4 separate regions of the Mus musculus genome follow, and regions 1, 3 and 4 are each linked to region 2. A link is a contact called in public Hi-C data. All regions are on one chromosome and are shown on one strand. The core of a region is the stretch at or near the end of the contact, and the rest is flanking DNA. Distances in the headings are between cores, read along the strand shown. Region 1 overlaps Prkce (protein kinase C, epsilon). Region 2 overlaps Epas1 (endothelial PAS domain protein 1). Region 3 overlaps Prkce (protein kinase C, epsilon). Region 4 overlaps Prkce (protein kinase C, epsilon).

Region 1 (3,052 bases), core at 143-2,642, 240 kb after region 2:
CGCTGCTCCCGTTCCTACCGAACAGGAATCACCCAGAAGAAAACAGTGAGACCTCAATCGGACCAAACACTTGACAAATTCTTTCTTGTCAGTTTTCAAGATGGTCAGAGTAGCACGGTAGCTGGGCTCTCTATCCTGGGAGCGCGGTTTACTTCTATTTAAAATAAAAACAAACAAACTCGGCCTGTTTCATAGAGCTCCAAACAGCTCTGTCCCCACCGGGTGGGGTTTAGAGCGCAGCTGCAGACACTGTAGTCTGCTTATGAGCTCAGAAATTATTTCAGCGTCTTCGTTTCAAACAGACAAAAGTAGGACCAGACAGGGCAAGCTTCTACGGCTCTGCTTTTTGAGAGCTAGTCCTACTCTTATTTTTCTTCCTGTCTAACTTTAGAATTTTGTATATGAAAGGAAATATTTGCCAATACTGGAAACCAGAAGCTTCAGAGTGTATCCTTCTAGAACGGCACCCGTTTGGTCACCTCGCTCAGTTAAACTATTTTAGGTCTCCAGTCTCCTCTTCCTGCCTGGATGAGTCACAAAGACCCACTTGCCTTGCTAACTACTCTCGCCACCTAGTGGCTGAAATGGTTAACTGCAAGATACTTGGTAAGGTCTGTAGGGAGAAAATTGTTCGCTTTTCTCCATTGGGCATTTTTTTGTTTTGTTTTGTTTTTTGTTTTGTTTGTTTGTTTGTTTTGCTTTTTCGAGACAGGGTTTATCTATGTAGCCTTGGCTGTCCTGGAACTCACTTTGTAGACCAGCCTGGCCTTGAACTCAGAAATCTGCCTGCCTGTACCTCCCAAGTGCTGGGATTAAAGGCGTGAGCCACCACTGCCCGGCCCCTTTAGCCATTCTTAATGTGAATGCTAAGAATCTATCTAGTAAGATGGAGAAACTGCTTGAATATCTATGCATTTTGTTTAAGTGCATAACATGTACATTAATCCTTCAATTTAGTGAAAAGGATACAGGAAATGAAAGGACCTATGGTCAGGAGTGGGAGGGGAAATGCAATCTGCCAGTAAGGAGAGCATTGCTGTGGGTCTCAGAGAACCCCAGGCAGCATCCTTTCCGGCTTTCCCGTTTACTGCTTAGTCCTCAGTTTGTGTCCTGTTTCTAATTCCCAAGCACAGCTTTAGCAATCTAGCGGGACGCTCATGACACACGGCCCGTGGCTTGCAGGAAGAGACTGACTGGATGGAGCAAGCCCATCCATGTGCCAGGAAGACCCACAGGGAGACCACAGCACACTCCCTGGCTCTCAGCCCTGCCTTCCATCTTGTCTTCAGCAGGAGCCTTCGTCTAGCTGGCTCGACTCACGTCCCCAGCCCTCAACAGCACTGTACTCCTAGCAAGGAGTATTTAACTGAAGAGTGAATGGGGGCAAGGTGCCAACAGGACACTCAGGACTGCCAGCCCTGTGCTGAGGTGACCAGGTGGCAGCCCCGATTAGGTGCCAAGGAGGCACTGAAATTTTCTCTAGCATGCATTTTTTTCTTTGTCATTCTGGGTATCAGACCCCGGTGTTCAGGCATGCTGGACAGGTGCTGTCCCATTGAGCTACCCCCCCCCCCCATCCTCAGAGCTAAGCCCAGGCCCCTGTCCACACTAAGCACAGGCTCCAGTACTGAGCTCCACTCCAGCCCGTCTACAGGAACCATTTTAAGGAAGGACTCAGTTTCCATAAACTGACTGAAAGGGCCTCTCTGGGACACTGGGCTAACCACAACATTGGCCAGGGAGGAATCAGAGACAATAAAACAAACTAATTTTTCAAAAACAAAAAACAAAAAAACCAAACAAACAACAACAAAACAAACAAACAAACAAAAAAACAGAATGAAGAGCAAACCATTACAGAAACAAACAAGCAGACCTTCTGTCTGACTGTAAGACTGACAGGTTCATCCGTGAATCCTTGGGTCCCGGGGATGAACACCAGGTAGACACCAGTGAGAGGGTAGAGGGACCCTGGTGAGCCCAAGGTCTTCTGGCTCTGAATCCTCTGCCACAGTGGCCTTCAGGGACCTGGGAGGCAAAGCCATCTTTGTGTGCCTAGCATGAGAGGGCACCACTGATCATAGTGGCTTTCCTGTCTCCCTCCAAAAGTCTCTCAGTCACAGTGACTGTGTGGTCACCTGGGCCATGGTGACTCTGAGACCCACTTCAAGCCTCATCTACAGTGGGTGTCATGACGTATTTGTGAGCAGCAATGATATTCCAGTATAGCAGGCTCCTGGGCTGTTCACACAAAGCTCATGAAGAGGCCAGCCTGTGTGACTTCACACATCATGACTGGAGCAGGAGGGCCTACACTGGTTATCCATTTTGTTAACTTCAGTTCTAAGGGGACTGGAAATACATTTCTGTAATAAACCACTATGTCCTTCAGAGAAAATATATGTTGGACCAAATGGCCCTTCTCTCAACTTCCAATAGTGAATAATTCTGAGCCCAAGAAATGTTCTCATATTCATTAATAAAATATAGAATATGCTGGTGGTTGGGGTGGTGGCACATGCATTTAATCCCAGCACTCAGGAGGCAGAGCAGGGAAATCTCTTGTCAGTTTGAAGCCAGTCTGGTCTACAAAGCAAGTTCCAGACCACTAAGGGTTATATAGTGAAACTCTGTCTCAAAACAAAAGCAAACAAAGAAATGAACGGAACACAGAGTGACTACCATTCAGTTTATTCACTCCGAATGTTTGCTCCCTTTAGATGGTAAGGTTGCAAATGTCCAACCCTGAGCGGAAAGCGATAAGGAGACCTCGTATATTAACCAGACGCACCGTCACCGGCATTCTGAACATTCAACAACTCTTGCTTGTTTGCTTCAAAAATAATTCAGATGCTGCCTTAAGCAGGCAGGTACGAGAGGCAGGCCGGTGGCCCAGGCCAGACACAAGTGCTTGAGAATGCCACAAGGGACAGGCGTAAGGGCAAACAGTCAAGGGCGAACTGCCTCTCGGATTGGCTTATCTCTGCAAAGACCCCATGAGTGAGGGCTGGCCTCCTCCAATCCCGGGGACCTTAAAGATGTATTCTTTTCA
Region 2 (2,853 bases), core at 55-2,554:
CCCAGGGGAAAACCAACTCCAATGCGCACGCAGAGAAGGCTGTGAGCAGCAGGCTTCCGAGGCCACCTCTGAACTTGACTGTGACAGATTAATACACCGTGTACCCTTGGGATGGCAGAAGGTACCCTTGGGATGCTCCAGCCACTGCACTTCTGCCATTGCTGATAAGACAGAGACAGCAGGTGCCTTAGAGGCCCTAGCCACGTTCAAGTTCAAGCTCCATCATCCTTAGCCATTAAGGTGCAAGTCATTTGGCCTCTTTATGTCTTGTTCCCAATTTTCTCCGCATTAGTGTAAAGCACCAAGTTCTCAGCATGTGGACTGAGAACCGGTAATGTCCGCGTCTCCTGGGAACTTGCCAGAAAGGCAAAAAACCCCAGGTTTTGCTTTGGCAACACAGTGAGGAGATCCATCCCCCAGAGGTGTTTGTCGAGCGCTATATAAGGAACGCAGAGCTTCAGTGTGGGTTGCAGAGAGGCTCCTTGAGTGGGCCAGCAGTGTGGTGTGATTATGTATTCTCACACAATGAAAGATGGCCGAAACCAGGAGGAGATGCCGTTAATTGATAGAGTGTCATCTAGCAGGCAGAAGCTCTGTGTTCAATCCCCGATACCACATTAGCTAGGCAAGGTGGTTCACGCCTATGACCCCAGCACCCTGGAGCTGGCAGTAGAAGGATCAGAGGTCCAGGGTCATCCTCAGAGATATATATATGTAGGGCATCTGAGGCCAGCCTGGGTTACGAGACCCTATGTCAACAAACAAACCAGAGACAAAAATAAACAACCCCTCTGAGAACCCAAATAACCACAATACAACCAACCAAACGGCTAAATATGCCAGACCTGTCGGCCACCATAACCCCTGCCCCATTACCACTAAGGAAAAAGAAAACACAATGTAGACTTCTTACAGTGGCCCTAAGCTAAGCCCCTGCACAAAGCAACTGTATTGAATAAGGACCCTGAAGCCTCTTCACTCGTAAGCCGGAGCCCAGGGCCGATGCCTACTCTCAAGGCAGGCTCCCTACTGTACTTTGGTTTGCCACACTTCAGGCACATGAAAAGAGACACTGAGCTGAAAATGGAGACTTGGCTGGGACTCTCCGACTTCACCCAGTGGCTTCAAAATCTCCATCCTCCCTTCCATTAACGAGGGTTCGCTTCAATCTTTCCATTAGCCCACAAACTACTATTAAAAAAGCCATTTATCAAATTAACACGGAGCGCTGCTAAAGTCATCTGCGGGCTCCATGCACTCTGCCACGTAGGAGTTACCATGCCAACAGCTGCTGTGCGTCCACTGTACAGACCTATCAATTGTAACAAAGTCCTGTTTCATAACTCTGACTGCCAATTCAGGTTTCTCGCCCTATCTATCCTGCTTCCCAAACGCACATGTGTGGCCAGAAACCCAGCAAAATCAGGTACTGACCCAGTAAGGAGAGCAATCGCAAAAGCCCCTGGCTAAATCAGTATGTTCTGAAGAATTCTGAAAAGCAGACAAAGGTCGCTGATTCCTCTCTGTAACTCTTAGTTCCATCAGTCCTCAGGAATACAGCATCAAGGAATTTGATGTAATAACAGTCTGGCCAGTAAATCTAGACTAGGGAGTGCAGGCTGAATAAACTGAAGGGGAGACTGCAATTATGCAGATTATTCTAATAGATCGTTTGCAGGCAGCTATCATCAAAATAAGGTAAATCCTTGCAGTCCCCTGGTGCCAAGTTCTGTAGCAAGTTTTTGTTTTAAAAAAGACTCTTGAGCTTTAAAAATAAAGGTATTCAAGCCGAGAGGTATTCTCTTGCTTTTTGACTTAAGTAAAAAGTTTAAGCCAGAGAGTTTAGGAAACAAACAACTTTTCTTTACTAAAAAGTAAAACCTTATAAGCAATTCCCAACGGGAAGTATTAAGTCCAGTCTCAAACAGAGAACTTTGGGATGGAGATATATAATATATACACATATATTATATAAGTATATTGTATGTTACATATATTTATTTAACCAAGTTTCTGATATTTACACACACACACACACACACACACACACACACACACACACACACACTCATTGAGCAGAGGACGTTGCTCATTGGTAGAGCACTTTTCTAGCAATCTGTGAGGCCCTGGGTGCTATCTATCCCCAGTACCAATATGGAGGATGGTTAACCCAGTTTAAAGGAGAAGCAAAGAAAACAGACAGATGCAGGAGACACTCAGATCCAACACAGAAGCATGCTGTGTGTGTTGTCTACTGCAGACTCTCAGGTTGTCAACTTTTAGCAGGTGGCCTGCAAACTCTCATGGCCACCCTGTAGAAAGTACAGTTTCCAGAGGTAAGTCAGAAACCCCGGATCTATGCATGGTTTTGTTTTGTTTTCAATAATCAAACTGGAAGCAGGTCACCATGGACGCTTCCAAGTTCTCATGTCATGCTAACAAGGACAAGGACGGGGAAAGGTCACTTCCTTAAAGATACGGATAGTGCTACAAATTTTCAGAAGGGTGACAGCCAAGTAAAATTTAAATAGAGCCTCCCTGAAATCTTGAGCACTGGAAAGCCAAAGTTAAACTTGCTCTGCCAGCCAGTGGGCTCCTGGCTTAACTCACACACGGCCCTGTGGATAGATGGAGTTTTTTTTCCCCAAAGTGAGACCAGGCCCAGCCCTCAGAGCTGTCATCGAAGCAGCCTTCTCCTGTGTAATCATGGGAATTACTCTAAGCCTACAGAAAGGCTCACACAGGCACCAGCCTTTGATTTTGCAGTTATTTCTGGGACTCCAGAGCATACTGGTCAGAACTTCAGGGGAGACATTGCTTTTCAGGTTTGGAAATAATTGTTGGGCCAGTTAC
Region 3 (2,971 bases), core at 216-2,715, 180 kb after region 2:
TTTAAAATACTTTTGCTTGTAGCAAACATTTTGTGTCGAGAGATGGTCTTCTTCAGGGGGAGTAGATATGCGTGGGTTACAGGGACGTGTTACAGGTGACTTAGATGGCTTGCTTTTCATCATTGCCCGAGTTGGGTTTGTAACTGCCTTCTGGACACAGGCGAAGTGCCAGAGTCACACCAGTAATTCCATTAACACATTAATCAAGGACTTAGAAGATGCTAGTTTTTACAGGGTAGATTAATTATTTTTCTTGGCTTAATATATATATTAATATATAAATATATTATATATTATTATATATAATATATACATTATATAACACACACACACACACATATATATATATATATATATATATATATATATATATATATGGGGGAAAGAGTCTTTTGATTTTTCAAAGATGGTGGTATCCTTTGGGGGGAAAAGAGTTCAATACAGTGTGGAAATGAAATCATAAGATTTCCTGATGGGAGAAAGGAAAGGAGGTGACAGGTACAAGTTTCTGCCTTCTGCCTTCTCTGACTCTTACGGTTCAAAAAGCCTTCCAGAACCTGGTCAGACCCTACAGGACGTGCCCACTTGCAGATCTGGCTGTGTTCCACCTAAGATCCGTGGTGGCAGAGGAGGCCTTTGAAACACAGCAGCTCCCGAAGCCTGGGGAATCACATGATCATAGAACTCGAGGGCTGGAGCCGGGGTTTGCTGCCTTGGCAGTACTGATAGCTTGGGTTGGTAGCTCTCGGTTGTAGTACCCTCAGTATGGATGCGCATCTCCTCCATATCCCAGCTCTGCTAGGTTCCAACAGCCCAAGTCCAGACATTGCCAAACGCTGTCCCTAGTGTTTGAGCACCTCGGTGCTAGAGGACCCATAAGAATTACCTGTTCTCATTGAGAAGTACTGAGTTGAGCATATTTCCTCCAAAGCATGGCAGGTACTTAAGTCAGTTCCACTTTCTACCTGAGCAGGGGAATTGAATTTCCCAAGTCGTTGGCTGTCCTGCCAGGATCTCCTAGAATTTTATGAATGAAGACTTGTGGCCTCACAGGTGGACCCAAGTGAAAACCAGGAAATCTCAACATGGCAAATATGTCGTTCTTAAAGACATAGTGTTATAGGCATTGACGACTCTATGTACACGACAGCAACAGGAAACTGTGAATCCTGAAGCCAAAATTAAAACGTGTTAACTAAGTTGTACCAACAGACTGGGTGGTTGTGTTCATTCTCTCCCTGCTAGCTTCCCTTGGTGAGAATCTAGCACACTTCTTTCCTTCTTTCTCTCTCTTTCTTCCCCTCAATTCTCGGGTAGGGTGTCAAGAAGCCCAGGCTGCCCTTGGACTCCTTATCTGTCTAAGGATGACCTAGAACATCTGCTTTTCCTGCCTTCAACTCCCTAGGGCTGGGATTGCAGGATTATGAAAAGCAGTGCCCAGGACCAAACAGCTTTGTGCGCGGTAGGCGAGCACTTAGCACAGAGCTACACTCCCCAGCCTGAGCCAGACATGTCTGTTCTGTGAGAACATCCAGTGTGCTTCTCAGTCAGGTTTGAAAGCATCTCTCTGCAGGCGTGGCTTTATTTGCTAAGCAGTGATGGATGCTAGGAAAGCAATTGTGAGTAGTGTCCTCTCCCCCAGCACATGATACAAGAAGGCATCACGAGAAAACCTGAACCTGTCCTGGGCAGATCGACTTTTGATGCAAGTTGATAGAATTCTCCAACTTCCAGGGCCAATCGACTAAACTTTGAACCGGTGGCTGTGTATTACACGTGCAGAAATTGTATTGATGAGATTTTAAATGCCTTCCTCTCCTTTCTCATTTTATAAAGTGACATCATTTAGCCAGAATCAAGAATGCCGTAAAAAGTACTAACAATCCAGCTTGTTTCTACTGCTTAGGGGTGTGTGTGTGTGTGTGTGTGTGTGTGTGTGTGTGTGTGTGTGTGTGTGTGTGTGTTTGGTGGGTGTAGCTTTGTTTTTCTTTTTTTTTTTCTTTTTCCCGCCACAAAAATAACAGAAGGAAAGCTGCTACTGTAATCAGCAGCAGCTGAAGGCATTTCCTGCGTTTTTATATCAAGCTGGGTTTTTTTTTTTCCATTACATACCCAGTGAACTCCAGTTAGGTCAAATTGGAGAAAAACAGGACCAACTATGCCTCCAAACCCACAAATATGCCTACTTAGCTCTGCTAATTTTATCATGTTTACTGTGGAGTTTTGAGCCAGAGACAGGAAAACCTCGGGGTGCTACTTGGTCTCCTAGGAGATCGGATCCCGGTACTTCCTCCTCCATCCTGATCCTCCTCATTGCCAGCACCCTAAGGTAGAGTGTTTGCTCTATCTGCAGGTTACTCGAAGGGGAGGGGCTTGGATCAAGTCCTACTTGAGGAGAGGGTCCCAGGTTCCTGGGCTCCTGGGCCAGTGACCAGGCTGGGTCCTAACCTTGTTTTAATGCCTAGCTACCTCCCTAAGAAGGGCAAGGTGTTCTTCCCTGTGCCATCCTTCCATGTCCAGCTTTAGCTAAGGCCACCTTTTTTGGTTTTTCTTCAGAGCCTCCTATTAGGAAGCTCTGAAGCCAGCTTCAAGTGTAGGAACCATGGAGTACTATCTCATTTACCCCTGGCTTTTGTTATTTCAAAGCTTTCCAGAAACCAGTATTGACTCTATATGATGCAAAACAAAAAACAAACAAACAAAACAAAACAAAAAAAAAAACAAAAACCTTGTCAGGTTTCTTCTTTAAAAAAAATATTTATCTGGGGGCTAGAGATATGACTCCATGGTTAAGAGCAGGTACCACTCTATCAGAGGACCAGAGAGGACCAGAATTTAGATATCAGCACCAGCATAGGGTGTCTCATAAACTTAGGTAACTCTAGCTCTCAGGGATCTGATGCCTTCTTCTGACCTCTGTGAGCATGTATATACACACACAAACATACACACATAAATATACATACAAATA
Region 4 (2,700 bases), core at 176-2,675, 150 kb after region 2:
ATCCTTACAGAAAAATCATGAAACCATTTCCCTTCCTGTCTCTTACTCCTAGAATCCATCTGGCTTTTGCAGAGTCTTCTCTTGGCATCCTCGGATGACCCCCACATGCACGGCATTGGGTTGTTTCTCTGTTCTGACGCTAAGAGAGAGAAGCTAACTCTGCACGTGGGTGGGCCTTACCTCTGGAGCTATGTAGTCAGGAGTCCCACAGAAGGTGGTAGTTGTCACACCATTCATAATCCCTTCCTTGCACATCCCAAAGTCAGCCAGCTTGCAGTGGCCTTCTGCATCTAGAAGGATGTTGTCCAGTTTCAAATCCCTGCAACACAGGTCAAGGCCACATGGTTAGCCTCATACACACCACAGGGCCTTTCTTGAGTTAGAGAGAAAGAAGCACATACCCTAGGGACATCTCCAGTCAAGGCAATCTTGGAGTAGGTTTTGACCTGCCTCATTAACCTCAGGCTAGGGCCATTTCCCAGCTGGACAACCTTCAACAGCATTTACAATACCTCAGCAAAAGACAGGATCCTGCACAGAATCGGGGCCATATTAGGGTTAGAACTCATATTTAGATCCTTCTGTGAGAAAGGAGGTCTCCTCTGACCTCCATCCTTCACAAGTTAACTAGCTCAGGGGATTCAGGGTCACATATATATAGCATCACTGAATCAGGAAAAAAAATCCACAAGAGTTTGAGCTGCTGAGTTTGAGAGGGGGGAGATGACGGATGGTTGGTGTAGCCAACATCTGTTGATGTATGGCCAACAGCAGTGGCTCTCAGGGTTCGGTGAAAGCTAGCATTTGGACAGACCGTGAAGAGAGCAATCAAAGGAGATGGAAGGTAGAGGCAAAGGGAAAGAGGCCAGAGAACGGGGTTCCTGACCATAGTGAGACAAGACAGCTGTGTCTTTGAGGGACAACTTCAAAGAGTCTGAGATGCTGGAAAGAGGGATTTGAAATCCATACCAAGGGAGGCTGAGCCCTGCCTGCAGGAGCATGGTGCCTGAGCAAGGTCAATCTGGGTGTAACAGGTAAGAGAAATAATCTAGATCCAGATGTTTCTGTATAGGAGAGGTGAGAGTCACAGGAGCGGGCCAGCCTCAATCAAGGTGGTTTCTTTGAGGCCCATTTTAACACACCAGAGTTCTAAGATTTCTTACCTAGAAACCAGGTTGGTAGAAAATAATTTTTCCACCACCCCTGCAAACCCCAGGCCTGGCTCTGTAGAGGAATCTAGACTATGTGGTTGGAGTAACCATTCACATTGTGTCTCCCTCAGCAACTACTCTGGGCTATTGAGGTGAGCCTTGCAAAGAAGGCCTCTTCCCGTACAAGCAGAGGTCAGAAAGGGCCATGCTCATGTGCCTGCTGGCATCTCAACTTGAGAGCTCCAGGCATCCCATGGGACCCAGACTGGAGTGGAGGTGGGGCAGGAAGTGCTTCTGGACCTGCCTGCATTGTATCTGTGACCCTATTTCTGCTTACAGCTGGGATTCCTTGAGAAAGAAGCAATCACATAGAAAAGTGCTGCTCTAAGCAAATACTCCGGAGTTACAGAAGGCACAGTGAGCCCAAACAACTGGGCCACTGCAGCTAGCCACCGACCCCAGCCCTGGCAGCGAGAGGGGGCAAGGCTTGGCTCTGGCTGGGGTGGGAAAGCTGGGCTGAATGCTGGGCTGGGATCCAGGCTGTCAGGGTTTCATCACTGGCTGTGGCATAGCCCTGCTAAAAGTCACCTTGCTGGGCTGGTCCCCTGTCTGTCAGCTCGGGACCACACGCTATGTTTGTGGACTTGTTTGAAGGACCGATGTTTTGAAGTGTGTGAAAGGTGAACATCTTCGGCCACATCCTTTGTGTTAAATTCTTCTCTGTAAGAAGCAGCTTCCTTTATATGGGTTGAGCAAGGGTAATAGTAGTATGTCATGAGTCTAAAGACCCCCCCGAGTCCGCACAAGCCTGGTTCTGATCTGACTCAGGTTCCAGGTGGAGTAGTTTTGGCTCCAGCAGGCACCACCCCTCCTTCTCATAGGCTTCTGGCCAGTTAGGGACAGCCTCTCGTTTCTTCCTGCCTCCTGTTCTTCTTTCTCTAGTCCACTCCTCCCTGGCCTCTTTGCTTCCTGCCCTCTCTTCTCCCTGGGGAAGAAGCTGACCCAGCTGCTGTTGGATATGAGCAAGTCCTATGAGTGCCCTTGGCTATGACCTGGGTTGGCCTTAGCCAAAACACTCCTTCCCACCCTGTAGCCAGTGATGTACGGAGTTCTACCTCTGGCTACTTCCTCCCGTTCCCACTCTGATATCTGAATCTTTGAAAACTCTTAACTTTGCACACAAAACCAAACACAGGAAGGGTGAGTGACTGCTTTCTTTGGGGACAGAAGGTTTAGACAATCAATCCCTGGGAACCAGCCTGGGCTGCCATTAGAAGGCCATTTCTCTGGAGATTTTCAGTCTCACCACAAAGTGTCCATCCCTCTGGGGCAAGCTTGTCTAGTGCAGGGTTGTCAGGAGAAGCTCTGTGTGTGTGTGTGTGTGTGTGTGTGTGTGTGTGTGTGTGTATGTGTGTTGTGTGTGTGGTATGTGTGTGTGTGTTTATGTGTGTTTATGGGGAGGAAGCACTGAAGGACAGTGCTGTCCACACCCCCCTCCCCCGTTTCTTTCCTTCTCCTGTCCAGCAATGACTCCCTCAGACTTGTGGCT

The links. A called contact is a pair of places that touch in the nucleus more often than the background predicts.
Region 1: a contact with region 2 is called in a Hi-C map of liver, with 2.5 times the contacts expected there. The contact joins two enhancer-like sites. A contact is called at or near these places in 1 of 15 datasets of contacts at CTCF or cohesin (large pre-B cells), 8 of 484 Hi-C or Micro-C datasets (bone marrow-derived macrophages, embryonic fibroblasts, embryonic stem cells and 2 more) and 6 of 115 datasets of contacts at active chromatin or transcription factors (bone marrow-derived macrophages, extraembryonic endoderm stem cells, hepatocytes and 3 more).
Region 3: a contact with region 2 is called in a Hi-C map of liver, with 4 times the contacts expected there. The contact joins two enhancer-like sites. A contact is called at or near these places in 2 of 484 Hi-C or Micro-C datasets (embryonic stem cells and liver), 4 of 115 datasets of contacts at active chromatin or transcription factors (astrocytes, embryonic fibroblasts and embryonic stem cells) and 1 of 9 other capture datasets (embryonic stem cells).
Region 4: a Hi-C map of liver shows a contact between it and region 2, with 1.9 times the contacts expected there. The contact joins two enhancer-like sites. A contact is called at or near these places in 4 of 484 Hi-C or Micro-C datasets (the N1E-115 cell line, bone marrow-derived macrophages, liver and 1 more) and 3 of 115 datasets of contacts at active chromatin or transcription factors (astrocytes and embryonic stem cells).

What each region holds. Positions count from the first base shown.
Region 1 is chr17:86,533,516-86,536,567 of GRCm38.p6, reverse strand. All of the region lies in intron 10 of Prkce (protein kinase C, epsilon), which reads right to left. Among named protein-coding and RNA genes, the nearest start is that of Gm30284, 90 kb to the right of the region's middle. Within about 2 kb of position 1,392, at least 123 of the 459 cell types and tissues checked have an H3K27ac peak or open chromatin away from gene starts, as enhancers often do. A contact at or near this core is called in hepatocytes and liver, where this site is marked.
Region 2 is chr17:86,770,667-86,773,519 of GRCm38.p6, reverse strand. All of the region lies in intron 1 of Epas1 (endothelial PAS domain protein 1), which reads right to left. Among named protein-coding and RNA genes, the nearest start is that of Epas1, 18 kb to the right of the region's middle. Within about 2 kb of position 1,304, at least 12 of the 459 cell types and tissues checked have an H3K27ac peak or open chromatin away from gene starts, as enhancers often do. A contact at or near this core is called in the N1E-115 cell line, hepatocytes and liver, where this site is marked.
Region 3 is chr17:86,592,520-86,595,490 of GRCm38.p6, reverse strand. The region is part of intron 11 of Prkce (protein kinase C, epsilon); the gene reads right to left. Among named protein-coding and RNA genes, the nearest start is that of Gm52297, 76 kb to the left of the region's middle. Within about 2 kb of position 1,465, at least 21 of the 459 cell types and tissues checked have an H3K27ac peak or open chromatin away from gene starts, as enhancers often do. A contact at or near this core is called in liver, where this site is marked.
Region 4 is chr17:86,617,511-86,620,210 of GRCm38.p6, reverse strand. It overlaps Prkce (protein kinase C, epsilon), which reads right to left. Exons shown (of 15, transcript NM_011104.3): 12 at 181-319. Among named protein-coding and RNA genes, the nearest start is that of Gm52297, 51 kb to the left of the region's middle. Within about 2 kb of position 1,425, at least 39 of the 459 cell types and tissues checked have an H3K27ac peak or open chromatin away from gene starts, as enhancers often do. A contact at or near this core is called in the N1E-115 cell line and liver, where this site is marked.